2 separate regions of the Mus musculus genome follow, and region 2 is linked to region 1. Evidence: chromatin contacts called from public promoter capture Hi-C data. All regions are on one chromosome and are shown on one strand. Each heading gives the region's core, a stretch centred on a gene start, on an enhancer-like site or on the middle of the called end of the contact. The rest is flanking DNA. Distances are from core to core; before and after follow the strand shown.

Region 1 (7,915 bases), core at 3,825-6,324:
ATGAGACTAGACGTCACAGAGTCATTACCGACATAAAATCCATTTTGTTCACCTCTGCTCAGCACAAATTTGGCTGATTCGACCTCCTCTCTTGGAGTTCCTTTTGACCTTGTTCATTTTGGTATTATATGTGCCTTATAAGTCACACATAGGGACTAGTGAAAGAGAGTCAGCCAAAATATCAAGCTGTCAATTAGCTTCAATGTTTCCAAGCTACGTGTTAGGATACATCTGCTGGACTTTTGTAATATAATGTCCAAAACTAATTTAAAGAAAAGACCAGGTATCCTTCATTACAGGAACATCCGTTAAATATACTCAGAAACAAAGACACCGCTGCACACATGACCTACACACATAACCTGCTTAAGGAGCAACACACTGGATATTACTGCTTTTATCAAATCACGTTACAGGTTTGTACTTGGCTTTCTTTTACAGACTGAGGCCTAATGCTCCCCTAACATGCTTGTTAGGACTCCACAACATAGCCCAGAGCTTCCTGGAGAGCCTGGCTCTCCCATATACTGGCTCTATGATGACTCCCATTACGCTATCTCACTAATCTGACCAGTTGAGGAAAGAGTCAGCTAAAAGTGTAAAAACCAACCAACCAAACAAACAAACATCCCAATTATAAGCCTGAAAGCGAAAGAAGTTGTAGTTGCAGAATATTGCCAAAAAGAACTCCATGAAGCTGCCGTTCTCTGGTTCCCGCTCTGACAATGGAACCAAATACTGACAACTGCTTCTAGGAAAAAACTAACAGTTGGCTTTCCTGGCAAGTTACCCAGATAGTTTGAGTACAGCAGTATATAATACCCAGGTACTACTTGAGTCTAACTTTGCACCTAAGTATTTCAGATCTACTCTCTCAAAGTACCAACTGCCTTACTTTGCTCTCTGCTACTGTGGAGAACACCATGACCAAAAGCAACTTGTGGAGGAAAGGGCCTGCTTCATCTTACTGCTCACAGTCCATCAAGGAGGGAAGCCAGGCAGGAGCACAAGGTAGGAAGTCCAGCTGGGCTGCAACTTGGAACAGAAGCCATGGAGGAACTGTTTACTGTCCTGTTCTCTCTGGATTATGCTCTGCCTGCTTCCTTACACAACCCAGGGCCATCTGCCCAGGGGTGCAACCACACACAGTGGGCTAGGCTCTCCTGCATCAGTCAGCAATCCCAAAACACCTTAGACCTGCCTACAGGCCAATCTGATGGGGGCTGTCCCATAGGTCAGACTCCATAGATAACTCTGGACTCTGCCAAGTTGACAGCTGCCTAGAATTCCATCTGAGGATCGGCTCCACTCATAGAAAGGGGTCTCTATGTATGTGAAATGTTAGTCTAGCTCTAAGCACTTGTTTTTAATTTTTGAGAATTTGATTATCATGGAATTCTTCCGTAAAAATCAAACCATACAATTTTACAAATGAATGTCCAGTTTCTAACAGATCACTATCTCTTCATGCACTTTACATGTGCATACCAAAGAGAGTCACAGCTTGCTGATAAAGGATGCTAGTCAGAGCCTGCTGATGAAGGATGCCTAGGCCTCTGCGCAGAGTAAAGGAAAGCCGCCGTCATCCCTCCCTGTCCTCCCACCCTGCCCTGTCACACCATGGAGCATGAGCTCCTTTGGCTTCCTGTATTAAATGGTACCATAAGCTCTGTGGTGTGAAATTGGCCTGTACTTTCCTTTAAGTCCAATGCTGATCCAGCAAAGGGGATGTTTCTTTAGCCCGTTGATGCTTGTGGCCCCTGACTGTATCAGCTTAGCCACGTTACCTGACCCAGTGTCAGGGAGTCTACGCCGATGCAGTGGAAGTTAAGGTTTCGAAAGTCACATGTGACCTCATGTTCTCCAGAGGAGGCAGTAAACACAGTGCAGAAGGTTGGCTGAAGCAAACTCCACCTGTGCAACTTTAAGGAAGCTATTCATGCTGGGGTGAGACTCGGGTGATTCAGTGTTTGGGGGTTACCTACTCTCATGGAGGCAATCACAATAAAACTCACTTTTACCAAGTGAGATTTGGATAGAATCATTATTTTGGTGCCTTATCTGGGGAAAGCAAACACGTTCGCGTCTGCCCACAAAAAAGTTCATGTAACCCCCTCCTAAACAAGCAGGACACCGGCTAATGTAGAGATGACTGTGTTATGCCTTTCCATTCCAGTTATCCAATCCAATGTCAGAAGTTGTCTTTCACTGCTGGGTATTTGAGCTTAGCCACTACATCTAGATTGCACTCCGAAGACTTTTAACTGTTAACAGCTACTGTTCTATACTATTCCAGACCTGAAGGAAAGAATTACTTTAAGGGAAGGTGTAAAACTGAACCCCACAGTTCTTTCTCTTCCTCTTCTTCTTCTAGACTGATTTATTTATTATATGTATGCACACTGTAGCTGTCTTCAGACATCCCAGAAGAGGGCTTCAGATCTCATTACAGATGGTTGTGAGCCACCATGTGGTTGCTGGGATTTGAACTTAAAACCTTTGGAAGAACAGTCAGTGTTCTTAACCACTGAGCCATCTCCCCAGCCCCCTCCTTCTCTCTTTTTAAGCTATGCTTCAGGCTTGCTGGAACAGGAAACTACTGCCCCTGTAGTCAGGTCACTGTGAGAAGAACTGGCTGATCCCAGGACTGGGGACAAGTCTCCACTAGTGTTCTGGTTGTTTTGTGTCAATGAAAAGGGGGCTCTGTATAGAGAAAAACATAACTGTACTCAAAGAGAGGTCTGGCCCTCTGCTACTCAGAGATGAGCTCTAAACCTCTGGAATGTCCTGCCTGACATAAGTATCTGGATGCTTTAGTCACAAGGCAGTCTAACAACAAACACAGTTTATTTACAGTGGGGTTTTGAGCTGCCCTGTGTCTGTTGTGACGTGTGGAGGAACGGGAGTCTTCACAGAGTCAGCCTCGAGGGCCATGTGAGTTTGAGCAACATCCCAGCTCTGACTGGAGAAAGCTCAGGGAAGTTCTTCTAGTTGTCCAGCTTCTATACGATGTCACACGATGTCACACGTTGTGCCTGGAAGGAGGTGATACCTGACACCTCTTCTGGGATGGCCCCTGGACTCTGCTATGCATCTCTCTCCTTGGCTAACTTTAATCCTAATCACCAGGGTAGCTCATCTCTGACTTCCATGAGCCTTTCTCACAAATAAAATGTGAGAGTGCCATGGGACTCATAGGCTCACAGCCAGCCTAACTGACGTGAGGGTTGTTCGAGAGCTTCATACATGACCTTGCAGTTGGTGTCAGTGAGGACATGGGTGGGGACTGTCCTCGCTGGTGTTATATTTGGCTAAATTCACCACAGGGGAAATTGTTGAGTGTGATACAGGTAAGATTTAGGTCCAATTCATAACGGGGATGTCTATGAAGCTAGTGGGCTTAGGAACTCTGGAGTTTTGAAAAAGGTGTACTAGGATGTGTATTCTAAAGCGTTCAGGACGCTATCTCAAGCCTTTGTCAATTAAATATGAGTTAGAAATTATGGTGAACTGTGGGACCCCGACTTAGAGCGTTTCTCCCAGGAAGGTAAAGCCCCTGGACGGTCCCCAAGCTTGTTTTCCCTGATCTCTAAAAATATAGCTAGAAAGAAGCTCTTTGTTCTCTATAGCCAGCAAAAAGCCTTTTTGTTTCTATACTGTACAACCAGAGATGCCTGCCTTCCTGTGCCGAGGACACGGAGATAAAAATTCAGAAAGAACTCACTCCCCACACCTGCCTTGTAAATTTCACCAAGGACACCCAGAAGAGAAGAACTCTTCCCAGCTCTCCTCCCAACTCTTCCCAACACCTCTCCCAATTCCTCAGCTAGCTGTTAAAAGCCCCCTACTGTCACCACTCGGGTCGAACTCCCCTGCCCTGCACTGTGGAGGGACTTCGTCCTCAGCTAGCTGATAATAAAACCTCTTGCAGTTTGCATCAGGTGTGGTTTTCTCTCGAGATGTTGGGGTGTTGGCCAGCTCATCCCGGGACTTGAGCAGAGGCCCAGCATCGGGGGTCTTACAGAACTTCTTAAAGTGAGACCATCTTAAAGGGACCCATACCTAAACACGGAAAAAAACAAAACAAAACAAAGCAAAAAAAAAAAAAAAAAAACCAAACCAACCTAGCTGTTTCAGAAAAATTGTTCAACTGTCACAAACTGAATTACACTGGAGAAGTCAAGTCTTTGAGAGCTTTCTCCCTAGATTATAAATAAGATATTTCTCCAAGTTTTCATTTTTTATGTTGTTTTGTAATCCAGGTGATCTTAAAAATATGTTTGGTAACGCACACCTTTAATCCCAGCACTTGGGAGGTAAAGGCAGGCAGATTTCTGAGTTGGAGGCCAGCCTGGTCTACAGAGTGAGTTCCAGGACAGCCAGGGCTACACAGAGAAACTCTGTCTCGAAGAAAAAAAAATTTTAAAAAAAGCTTGGGTGTGTGTTCCCAAGCAAGCAGTGACTATTGTAGGTTAAGAAGCACGGGTCCCATAGCTCACGTTCTCTTCGAACTTCTCACCACCTCCTAATGATGAATCTGTTTCTCCTTCACATCCCCAAGCCATGGATGGACTTTAAACATTTCATAATTTATTTTTAAATGGTGCCTTGAGCACCCCAGCCTGCTAGTACAGATTGATAATCCCAGTTACTCAGGAGGCTGAGGCAGGAGGATCACAAGTTCCAGGCCTGCCTGGATTGTAGAGGGTGCTCCAAGACAGTCAATGACCATCTGGGCCCGAAGTATAAGGAAGACAGGTGATGCAGCCTAGCGGTAAAGCACTTGCTTGGCGCTAGCATGTCCTGTGTTCAACCCCCAGAGCATGATGCCCTAAAGTGTAGGCGTTTCCTGCTATAGGGCCGAGAGAATAAATGGTGGTGCTTGGGATCACAGGTTTCGGGGTTCGAGGGGAGGTCTGTGCGGCCGCCAGCCCGGCCTGTTTCCCACCTGGATTAGGATGGATCCAATGGGGTCGCTGTCCTCCTGGGCCTGCGCCATGACTAAGGAGGGCAGAAGACACTAGGCTCCGGAGGTATGGCCTCCTGCGGAGCGCTCCTAGATGGTGCGGGCACCCGTCACCATAGCAACGCGGCGCGCGCGACCGGCGCGCTCCACTGGAGGAGCGGGGAAGGGGGGTGTGAGGGCCAGCCGGAGCCTCGGCTGCCCAGCGCGCGGCCCCGCCCAGCGCGCGTGCCCGGATCATCTCCCCCGCGTGCCCGCTGCAGTGGTACGGCCCAAGGCGGAAGCAGCGCCGGCGCGGAACCCGCTCTGCCGCAGCGATGGCTGCCGGTGTACCCTGCGCGCTGGTTACCAGCTGCTCCGCCACCTTCACCGGGGACCGGCTGGTGCAACGTGAGTAACCCGACGTCTGAGCCGGGCTGCAAGGCCCAGTTCAGAGCCATGGGCGCAGGGCCGGCGACCTCTCCCGGGCTCTGCCCGAGCTGGGCCCTAGGCTCCGGCTCCTCCGCAGGTCTCGGCGCCAGGCGCTTAACCTTCTGCCTGTGTAAAGTGAGGCCGGTTTCTGACCTCCCGCCTCAGGGGTGGTGGCAAGCACCCCCTAAGATGATATTCAAGACCCCGGAAATTGTGCTCTTAGACGAATGTAAGGCGCTGGAGTTGCGGTGTTGTGTTTGGGGGTTATGCCCCTGCTGCTGGGGTAGTGGTTCCTCTTGTGAACTGAAGTGCTCAGCAAAAAAACAAAAAAACAAACAAACAAAAAATGCACGCGCGTTAGTGTTCTGCCAGGATGATGGACTGACCAGAACTCCTGTGATTGTGGAGAGCTGGAATTTTAATAACTGTAGCCAGATTCTCGTGGACTGTCTCTAGTCTCCTTCTTAGCCATTTGTTGCCCACTTCTGTGTCTGACCTAATATCCTCTGACTATCAGGTAAAGTCCTTTTGGGAATAAGCAAACAGACCCCCTAGCTTCCATCAACCCAAAGGCTAAGAATTTTATCAGTTGGTGTCTGAGGCCTACAGCAAGGGCTTCCACGATGTGCTGTAATCCACCAACCTGTTGTTCCCCTCAATGTATTTTTAGAACATCCTGATATGTAGCTTTGTTGTTCCTATAAGAACACCATGGAATTGTTATTGCCACGTTGGAACATTTGACTTGAGGCACCCCTGATTCCTGTTCCCTTTTCATGATCCCTCATATTTGGCTCCAGAATAAACGCTTACTCCCTTAGAGATGAGAGCTGTGGGCGTTCTTGATTCCCTCCCCTTGATTGTGTGTGTGTGTGTAATGTACATACATGCATACTTGTGTGTACATGATATTTGTTGGGTGCCCCCTCACTTGCAGTTACATTTCTTGAGTTCTTTCTGAGGTGAAAGTTCCCCGGAAAAAAATGAGTTTGAGGTGTTACTGCACCCAGTGCTTTTGCTTCTGGACCCTAAGGGCTATAAAATTCAGGGTTTTGTTTTTGTTTTTGTTTTGTTTTTTTTGCCTTTGTTGTGCATACGCGAATATACGTGTGTGTGTGTGTGTGTGTGTGTGTGTGTGTGTGTGTTTTCTGCTTTTTAGTCCCACTGCTCTGTGCATACTGAGCGTGGCACTCTACCTCAGAGATAAACCCCAGCCCCACCCCAAAATGAGCTCTGAAATGTAGGTCAGAGAGACTAGTGAGCTAGAGCTGAGGAGGCAGCTCACTGGCCAGGTCTATGGCTCTGACTGTGGGCAAGTCACTGAACCTCTGCCCTTCATCTTCCTATCTGTGGGCTGAGGATTATGTTTGGCCACAGGCCAGCACGTGGCAAGCATTGGATAAGTGGTTGGCCTTATTATAAAAGCGTATCACCTGTTTAACTCAGGCTTTGCTGAGCCTTAAAGGGGGCACATGAAGAGGTGTCCTGGGAGACCGTGGGTGCTGGCTTGCAAATGCGGCCGAGCCTGTAAAGCATCGTGCAGTTTGTAATTATTTTCTACACCTGTTGACAGAATTAGGCATGCTGTCGTTCCTGCACGGGTATTCTATAACTTGCTTATTCTGAACACTTAGACAGTTCCTTGCTAGGGCAGAAGCTTAGTTACAACATTCATAAATGAGAACCAAACTCTTTGCCATTCTCTTACTTCCCCTAAGCAGTGCTCCCCTTCCCCCATCCCCCACCAGGGAGTGCTCCCCTTCCCCCACCCCCCACCAGGGAGTGCTCCCCTTCCCCCATCCCCCACCAGGGAGTGCTCCCCCTTCCCTCCCACCAGGTCTCCCATCTTTGCCCCTTCTACTTCATGTTGAATTTAGTAAAATTTAGCATATGGAGAAAAAAATGTTAGCTGACATTTTGGTGGTGTTTTTTTTGCCATCTCCCCGGGGCCCCTGCATATTTTCTGTATTTTATAATTATTGTAATTATATAATTCTACTTCATATGTAGTTTTTAGCCTGGTGTGTGTGTGTGTGTGTGTGTGGTGTTGATGATGGATTCCAGTGCCTTGCACGTGTTAAGCAAGTGCACTACTACTGAGTCACACCCTAATCCCCATCCTGATATTTTTTTAACACTAAGTCAAAAAGTACTTTCTATTGTACATCCATGCAGTGAATATACCAGACCTTTCTGAAGGCGTTTATGGGTCTGTATTTATCTGACTTTCAATAAAATGTATATGCATTTAGAGTCCTATTAGTGATAGGTGAATGATCTTTCAAAGGCAGGCTCAGGAATATTATATATTCTGATAGCTATGGTGCTCTGTCTCCCTTTCATCCTCCAAAAAGGTCTTGTGTGTCTCCTAGGCCAGCTCTGAACTTGTCCAAGTGTTGAGCCCGCCGTGCCTGGCCCGGTCCTGTTTCTCAAAGATCAGAACTGGCAATCGTGGTCAGTTCCTTGAAAGAGCTGATCGACCACCAGTAGCCAGCAAATGGTGGCATTCTTCCTTTGTTCTTTAATAGAGACTTTGAACAT
Region 2 (7,915 bases), core at 1,518-4,017, 2.5 Mb after region 1:
TTTGTGGCATTCCTTGGCCCTGATCCACCAAGATACTCTTCCACTGCTAAAGCCTAACAAACAAACTAGGCCCATCACCCAAGGCTTTACCACCATAAGTGAGACTGAGGGATTAAGACGGCTTCTTCTCAGTGCTTTGGGACAAAGCATTGTCTGCAATTATAGACACAAACTACTCAGATCGATAGCTCTGCAGCATTACACTCACTGGAACCAATACAAAGAGAGCCCATAGAAAGAGAGATGAAAGTCCTGCCAATTATTTTTTTAAAAGGGAGAAAGAGGGATTTTTTTCTGCTGGACACATTTTAGCCAGTCTTGACCATGCTTGCTTCCCACTGCCAGGCCAGCCCCATTGTGGGATTCACCATTGAAACTCCTTTTCTAGGGGGCTGGAGAGATGACTCGGGACTTGAGAGCACTCACTGCACACCATACACAGACCAAGCTACATAGTTTCAAACTATAAAAATGTGTAGAGGGTGAGAAGTCTACCTACTTAATAAACAAGACCAGATAAACCAGAATTTTTTTTTAACACACAGGGTTTGTTTTTGTTTTGTTTTTTTCCCAGTGGAAGAAATAACCTAGCGACCTTTGCTATTCTGTGAAGACAGCCTTCACTCAGAATCCCCCAGACGCCTGGGCACTGTTTCTGAGTCAGTATAACCCCTATGAAAGAGGTCCTGTGCGTTTTGAAAAAGAGTTTGCTATTCTGCTTATTAGAAACCTTTGCTCCCTAGGCTCTTGTTCTGAGCACTGCCTGTCAGTCACTAGAGCCTGTTCTTGTGGAAGGAGGGACATAAGTGCTCTGCAAAGGACATGTGCTTTGCAAGGGAGTTCCACTGCAGGCACACCTTAAGCTTTGTTGTGATAGCTGTCACAAGGAAACTTTTCCCCCCAAGGTTTTACTCAAGTATGAAAAACCTACACTGGTTGGTGTCAGACCCCAGAAAGTCGAACTAGCCTGGCTAGGTCATGCCGAGCTGAGTTTTATTCTTGCCTCTTTGCCTGGCAACAGGAACAGCTGAGAGCTCATATCCAGAACCTGAAGCAGGAAGCAGAACACTAGCTAGGAATAGTGCAGGGCTTTGAAACCTCATATCCTACCAAGTGATGAGCTTCCTCCAACAAGGCCCCACCTTCTAAGCCTGCCCAAACAGCAGCACAACTGGAGATCAAGCATTCAAATGCCCGAGCCTATAGGGTAAATATCACTGGAATCAGCACAGTGTAAGACTCCAAACGCCAAAGTGTGTGCACTATAGAATGGAGCAACACCAAGTGTGTGTTACAACCGAAAACAGCCCATGGAAGCACCTGCAGCTATGAAAAAGAAAAGGCAGTCAGCCACAGACCTTTGTATATGTTATTTTCCACTTCTATGTTAATGTGAAGCCACCCCAACCAATACCTGCTGAGCACCGAGCCCTGGAGACAGGCTAGGGGAGCTATGTAAAGACTATGTGCAGCAAGGGCTCATTCTCCTAAAACAAAGTGCGAAGAAAAGAAATTTAACACCAGGAGCCGGTAGGATAACTCAGGTTCAGTAAAGTTGCCTGCTGCCTCTGAGCCAAAGGACATGGGTTCAACCCTCAGAGTCCCTGTGATGTAAGGAGAGAATAAACTCCCTCCACATGCAGGTAACTACGTGTCTACCCACTCACATGCAATGAGACATTGTAAAAAGGAAAAGATAAATACCAAAGTATCCAACAGAATGCATCCTTTCATAGGCGCACACAGCAGTTAAGCACAGGATTCCAAGACAAAGATGAGTAGTAAATTAGTAAAAACTAAAAATGGAAGCAGTGTGTGTGTGTGTGTGTGTGTGTGTGTGTAATGCATGCACATTATGTGTAGAGCTCTTATCATTCTGGGCCTTCATTTTGAGACAGGATCTCTACCTCAATCAAAGAACTAGTCTGGAAGCAAGCAAGGCTACCAGACCCGCCTATGTCCAGCACCACTACAGCACTAGGATTAGAGTCATAAAGTATGGCCATGATCTGCTTTTAGAGCTGGGTCCAAATTCAGGTCCTCATGATTGTGGAGCAAGAACCTTAACACTGAGCCATCTCTTCACCCCTCGACTCCACCCCTTTTTTGTTCTCGGGCATAGGTGTTACTATATTATGCTTAATAGCCAGAAACTAACTACATAGAAGCCGCCTTAAACTCACAGAAATCTTTCTGCTTCTTCCTCCAAGGTGCTGGGATTAAAGAGACGTGCAACCATGACTGGTCGTGTTCGTTTTAAGACAAGGTCTCACTCTAGTCCAAAAAGAACTAGTAGTCACTCTGTAGCCCAGGCTGGCCTTGAACTTTTTACCATCCTACTTCACCCTGCCCAGTGCTGGGATGACGGGTGTGAGCCACTACGCCCGGTCCCCAAGCAAGGCATTATAGAAGATATAGAAGGCTATGCTGTAACGCTCAACCGCTAAATTCAACCCCTAGTACTAAGGTTAAGTGTGTCCAGTCTTCTGAAGACCACCTCCAAATTTGGCAGCGACTGGTCTTTGCACGCCGTGACAAAAGTCTGAAAGTTGGATGGGCAGGTGGGGTCGCAAGGCACGCTGGGGTGCGTAGTCTCTCTTTCTGATACCAATCCCAACGCTGCCTTTGCGCACCGCCTTGACATACCCAATCAGAGGGCTGTAACGTGGCAGCCACCCGCAGCCCCGCCCCCGGCAGCGCCTACCACTCGGCGTCGCTGCGCAGGGAGAACGTGGCGCGCTCCTGGCGCTACGAGACCGCCCGCGGCCCCGGGTCCACCCCACGCCTGGGCGGCCACGCGCACGCTGCGCGTCCACACCCTTTTCCGGTCCGGGCTGCCCGACCGCTCTTGCTGCTGCCGGTGGATGCTGCGCCTCTCGGAGCGCAATATGAAGGTGCTCTTCGCCGCCGCCCTCATCGTGGGCTCCGTCGTCTTCCTTTTGCTGCCCGGACCCTCCGTGGCCAACGATAAGAAGAAGGGACCTAAAGTCACAGTCAAGGTCTGGGCTCCCCTCACCAGCGAGGCCTGCCTTCCGCCGCCTTAGGTCCGGCTCAAGCCGGAGCGGGTCTGGCCCAGTAGTTCCGACCTGAGCGTCCTTGTTCTTGTTCAGTTCTTCCTTGGGTCGACTTTGATCTCTTGAAGCCAGGCTCGCCCTATCTACTCAGACTAGAGAATAACCCAGACTCCCCCAGCCCCCCGCCCTGACCCAGGATGCCCAGCTTCGGCCAGCACGGACATCCTTAGGACGGTCCCTTTGCACATCCCCTGCATTGCTGGGAAATGGTGATGGATCAGAATTGCCGAATCTTTTACTATGGTCTCTCCAGTTTAGTGTGTTTTGTAGCACACACAGTAAATATAGTTAAACTTGCAAGCACAGTGTATCTCCCTGTGTATGTCCCCCTTTTAATGTATGTTTCTATAATCTGGAATCATTTAAAGAGCACAGATTGCTATTCTATAGTCTTGAGAACGAAAACTTTTAAAAAATGTTACATTATTTACTTAGTAGGGAGAGGGACTCGGGTACCACAGTGCAACCGTAGAGGTCAGAGGACAGTTTGCAGGAGTCCATTCACGTTGGTCTCTGGTCTTCAGGCTTGGCCGCAACCGAATTTTCCTCTAAGCCATAAGGCAGTCTGTAATCCTTTCTTGGGGTGGACCCAAGTGCTGTGGCATATATTACTCCCAGCTACTTGAGGGAGACTACAATTTAGCAAGATTAATTACTGGGGTTATTAGCTCAGTGGTGGACGGCTTATCTGCAGTGGCCCACCATTTCGTACTCCCTAGTACTGGGGTTGGAGACTACTAGAGCTTTCATAAGTGTACAGATGGTTGTAGCCACCATCTAGGTGCTGAGAACAGAAGCTCTAGGGTCTGGGAAAGCAGCAGATGCTCTTAACAGCTGCTGTTTCTCCAGCCTGTTTGTTGGATTTGTACAAAGGTTTTGCCCTACTCAGCCACAGCTTTAGGCTTTGTTCTCACTCATGGGGTAACTCCTCAGGCCCTCCTCTACCAAGGCCCCTGTGAAGGCTAAGCTTGGACTTGTTCACTTTCCTTAGGTATACTTTGATTTACAAATTGGAGATGAATCTGTAGGACGAGTCGTCTTTGGACTCTTTGGAAAGACTGTTCCAAAAACAGTGGATAATTTTGTAGCCTTAGCTACAGGAGAGGTAAGTGGCTAACCCCACACAGTAGGGATGGGAGCAGCTGGGGCTTCAGAGTGTGGCCCGTGTGTAGTGGTAGACAGACTTCATTAGCTGGCTTCCCTGAGGATGAGATATTTTTGTATATTAAGTGGGAATAAAGGGGTCCAGTCTTTAATTCTGGAGAAGGCCCTGGAACTGCGGTGACTTACTCAGAGCCTCAGTTGCCCAGTTTGGCACTTCCCAGAGATTGGACTGGTTCTTCCAACCCCTGCTGCTTCCTACAGCTAGTCATAATAGAATAATAATCCACAGTGCTAAATCTGGCAGCCTCACAGTTGTCTCTGCCAAATGGTGTGGCGGCTACTGAAGTGTTAACGTGGTTTTATGTTAGAGAGAACATAGACAAACATGGTACTGTGTGGCTGCAATGTTTAGAGAGTAAACTTTAACATCTGATTTTTTTTTTTTTTTTTGAGTTTTTATTTGAATGTTCTTAGACCATGTGATATGACAAGTTTTGGAATAAGAGCTTTTGGGGGGGGGAGGGGGAAGTAGTGAGTTGGTTAACACTGGTCGTCCTGGAACTTGCTCTTAGATCAGGCTAGCCTAGATTCCTAATTGCTGGGATTAAAGGCTTGTGCCGCTACATACATAGCTGAGTTAGCAGTTTTTAAAAAAGAATAAAAGGGTCCAAGGAACTTGATCCAAGAATATGACAAGGAATTTTTTTTTTAAGATTTATTTATTTATTATATGTAAGTACACTGTAGCTGTCTTCAAACACTCCAGATCTCGTTAGGGATGGTTGTGAACCACCATGTGGTTGCTGGGATTTGAACTCCGGACCTTCGGAAGAGCAGTCAGGTGCTCTTATCCACTGAGCCACCTCACCAGCCCATGACAAGGAATTTTTAAGGAAACATATATTCTGTTTAATTAATTCTGTATTTTAACTTGTCTGTTTTATTTTGTTTTTCCTGAGACAGTTTTATGCTGCCCCTGGCTGACCTTGAACCTGATTGTAGCCAGGGGTGACCTTGAGCCTCTGATTATGCCTCCCTCTACCTCCTGAGTGCTGGGATAACAGGCACACACCACCACACTCAACTTATACCGTGCTAAGGGTAGAACCCAGGACTGTGTTCCTGCTAGGACAAACACTGCTGGCTGAGATATATCCCCAGACCTCTTAAGAGAACACAGAGGGAAAATGGCATTTCATGGCCTGGGTTACATTATTCAAGAACAGTAGAGAGATCTGCTTCCCCCACCTCTAGATCTGTATGCTCTGTGTTGGCCTGCAGTGGCTGGTCCCTCCCTTGGTACATTAAATGCTGCATCTATACCAGAAAGCACTGTGGGCGAGGCTGTGCACGCCTGTCTGCCATCCCCTTCTTGCCTCATTCTCCCTTCCTGTCTTCCCTCTCTCCAGAAAGGATTTGGCTACAAAAACAGCAAGTTCCATCGTGTCATCAAGGACTTCATGATCCAGGGTGGAGACTTCACCAGGGGAGATGGCACAGGAGGTAACTTCAGGCCCTCTGAGCAGAAGAGTCTTGACACTGTAGTGTCCAAGGTGGGGTGGCCAGGCATCTCCTTTCACCTGCTCTAGGGGCCGGCTTCTCTCCTGCATTGAGACTAGCTGTACCCTTCTTTGAAAGGACAGCCCAGTGCAATTAACAAGTCTGTAGCTTGCACCACACAATCTGTTGCTTGTGTAAAACACATGCACATAAACTTAGAGCCAAAAAGATGGGTAAAGGGACTTGAGGCCAAGGCTGATGACTTTGTTTCCTGGGTCTCAAACATTAGAAAAAGAGAAGTGACTTCTGCAAAAGGGGCCTTTGACCACTATGCATGCGCGCACGTGTGCGCACGCACACACACACACGCACACACACACACACACACACACACACACACACTCTACAAATAAGTAAAGCTAGAGAACTGAAGGCAAGTGTAGTGGTGCCTGTAACCTCTGCGCTCAGGTTAAGACAGGAGGTTCCTGAGTAACTTCAAGGCCAGCCTGGTCAATTTTAGCACACCAGGGACTAGAGAAATGACTCAGGTAGAGAGGATTGACAGGAGCAGGGGCCCTGGCCTCCATTCCCATGTGTTGACTCACAACTGTTTGTAATTCCAGTTCCAGGGTATCTGACATCCTCCTCTGGTCTCCTCACGCATATGTGTGGTACACAAACATATATGTATGTAAAACACCCACACACTTAAACTTAAAAATAAAAGCCAGTGTGGTGGCATGTGCAGTGACAGAGACAGATGGATCTCTGAGTTTGAGCCCAGACTGGTCTACAAAGTGAGTTCCAGGATAGCCAGGGCTAAACAGAAACCATCTCAGAAAAAATAATTTAAACAAACAAACAAACAAACAAACAAAAAATGGTAGGCATGAAGCTTAACCATTTGCAAAGCAGATGGATGGGAGTTCTGTGATAGATTAAGTGGGATTCATGTTTACCATCATAAAGGGTAAAATACAAATTTCAGGGGTTTTGTTTTGTTTGTTTTTGTGACTTGGAGCTCCTTGTGTCTTGAGGGTGAGAATGAAACTAAGGCTATAGATTGGACTTTTTGGAACAGGGACAATTGCAGTCTCGTGGTTAACTAAGATTTCCAAGGATGGAAGGCAAATAGGAAGTCTTAGCAGTCAGTATCCAGCCAAGAGCCATTGCAGGAAACAGGCCAGCTCACCCCAACTAGTCTAATCCTGGTTCGCTGCCTCCCCAGAGGCCACACAGTCACCCACCTCTCCTGGTCAGTCCCTGACCTGAGGCATCCTGAGGAGCTGTGGGATGAGCACTAGTGACCTGAGAGCAAAGGAAGTTAGTCACTGTGTGTCACTGGCCTGGAGCGCCTCATGTCATTCCCTGTCATACCAGGCCACCTGTATGCGTGTATGAGGTTGGCTGGCGCACGACATTGCGTGCACGCTAAAGCCAGTTTCCCTCTTCCACCCTGTGGGCTCCATGCCTGGCAGCAGGTCGCTGTGCGTGCCAGGTCTTCTCACCAGCCTGAGAGGACGGCTGCTTCTGTGCTAGCGTTCTCAGGCCCAGCAGTCTGTTAGTGGGTAATGGGGAAACCAACTTTGCAACCAGGATCTTGGAAAGGGTTTGAGGCTCTGTGCTCACCGTCATGGCCCTGAACCTGCACCCCACACTGTTGGGAGCCGCCCTCACATTTGCCATTATAAGATGGCGCTGACAGCTGTGTTCTAAGTGGTAAACATAATCTGCACACGTGCAGGGGCAGTTTTCCCGCCATGTGTTCTGCCTTTCTTGTGATGACAACTGAGCCGATGGGCTGCAGCCAATCAGGGAGTAATACGTCCTAGGCGGAGGATAATTCTCCTTAAAAGGGACGGGGTTTTGCCATTCTTTCTCTTGCTTTCTTGTTCTTGTTCTTTTTCTCTCTCTTGCTTTCTTGTTCTTTTTCTTGCTTTCTTGCTCTCTCTTGCTCTTGCTCTTGCTCTTGCTCTCTTGCTCTCTTGCTCCTGAAGATGTAAGCAATAAAGCTTTTGCCGCAGAAGATTCCGGTTTGTTGCGTCTTTCCTGGCCGGTCGCGAGAACGCGGGTAAGACCACACAATGACAAATGTTCATGGGCATCTTTTATTTTATGTTCCTTGGTAAAAACAAATAGGAGTTCTAACTCCCCCCTCCCCCCGAAGCTGCACCTGTTTTGTAACCCTGGGAAGGTTACAGCAGCCCTTTTCTGAAGGATTCTACACCCACGCCCCC

Evidence for each region. Promoter capture Hi-C pulls out the DNA fragments that hold promoters and counts their contacts.
Region 2: a promoter capture Hi-C map of erythroid cells shows a contact between it and region 1, with 9 times the contacts expected there. The contact joins the promoter of Ppib here to the promoter of Iqch in region 1. A contact is called at or near these places in 4 of 39 promoter capture datasets (erythroid cells, liver, neutrophils and 1 more) and 1 of 9 other capture datasets (liver).

Annotation. Positions count from the first base shown.
Region 1 is chr9:63,597,419-63,605,333 of GRCm38.p6, forward strand. Iqch (IQ motif containing H) reads right to left here and starts at 5,075. Exons shown (of 22, transcript NM_001311098.1): 1 at 4,949-5,075. The coding sequence starts at 4,999. Aagab (alpha- and gamma-adaptin binding protein) reads left to right here and starts at 5,228. Exons shown (of 10, transcript NM_025857.3): 1 at 5,228-5,353. The coding sequence starts at 5,281.
Region 2 is chr9:66,057,402-66,065,316 of GRCm38.p6, forward strand. It overlaps Ppib (peptidylprolyl isomerase B), which reads left to right and starts at 2,768. Exons shown (of 5, transcript NM_011149.2): 1 at 2,768-2,999; 2 at 4,066-4,179; 3 at 5,588-5,681. The coding sequence starts at 2,865. Snx22 (sorting nexin 22) reads right to left here. Exons shown (of 6, transcript NM_001379335.1): 6 at 7,773-7,915.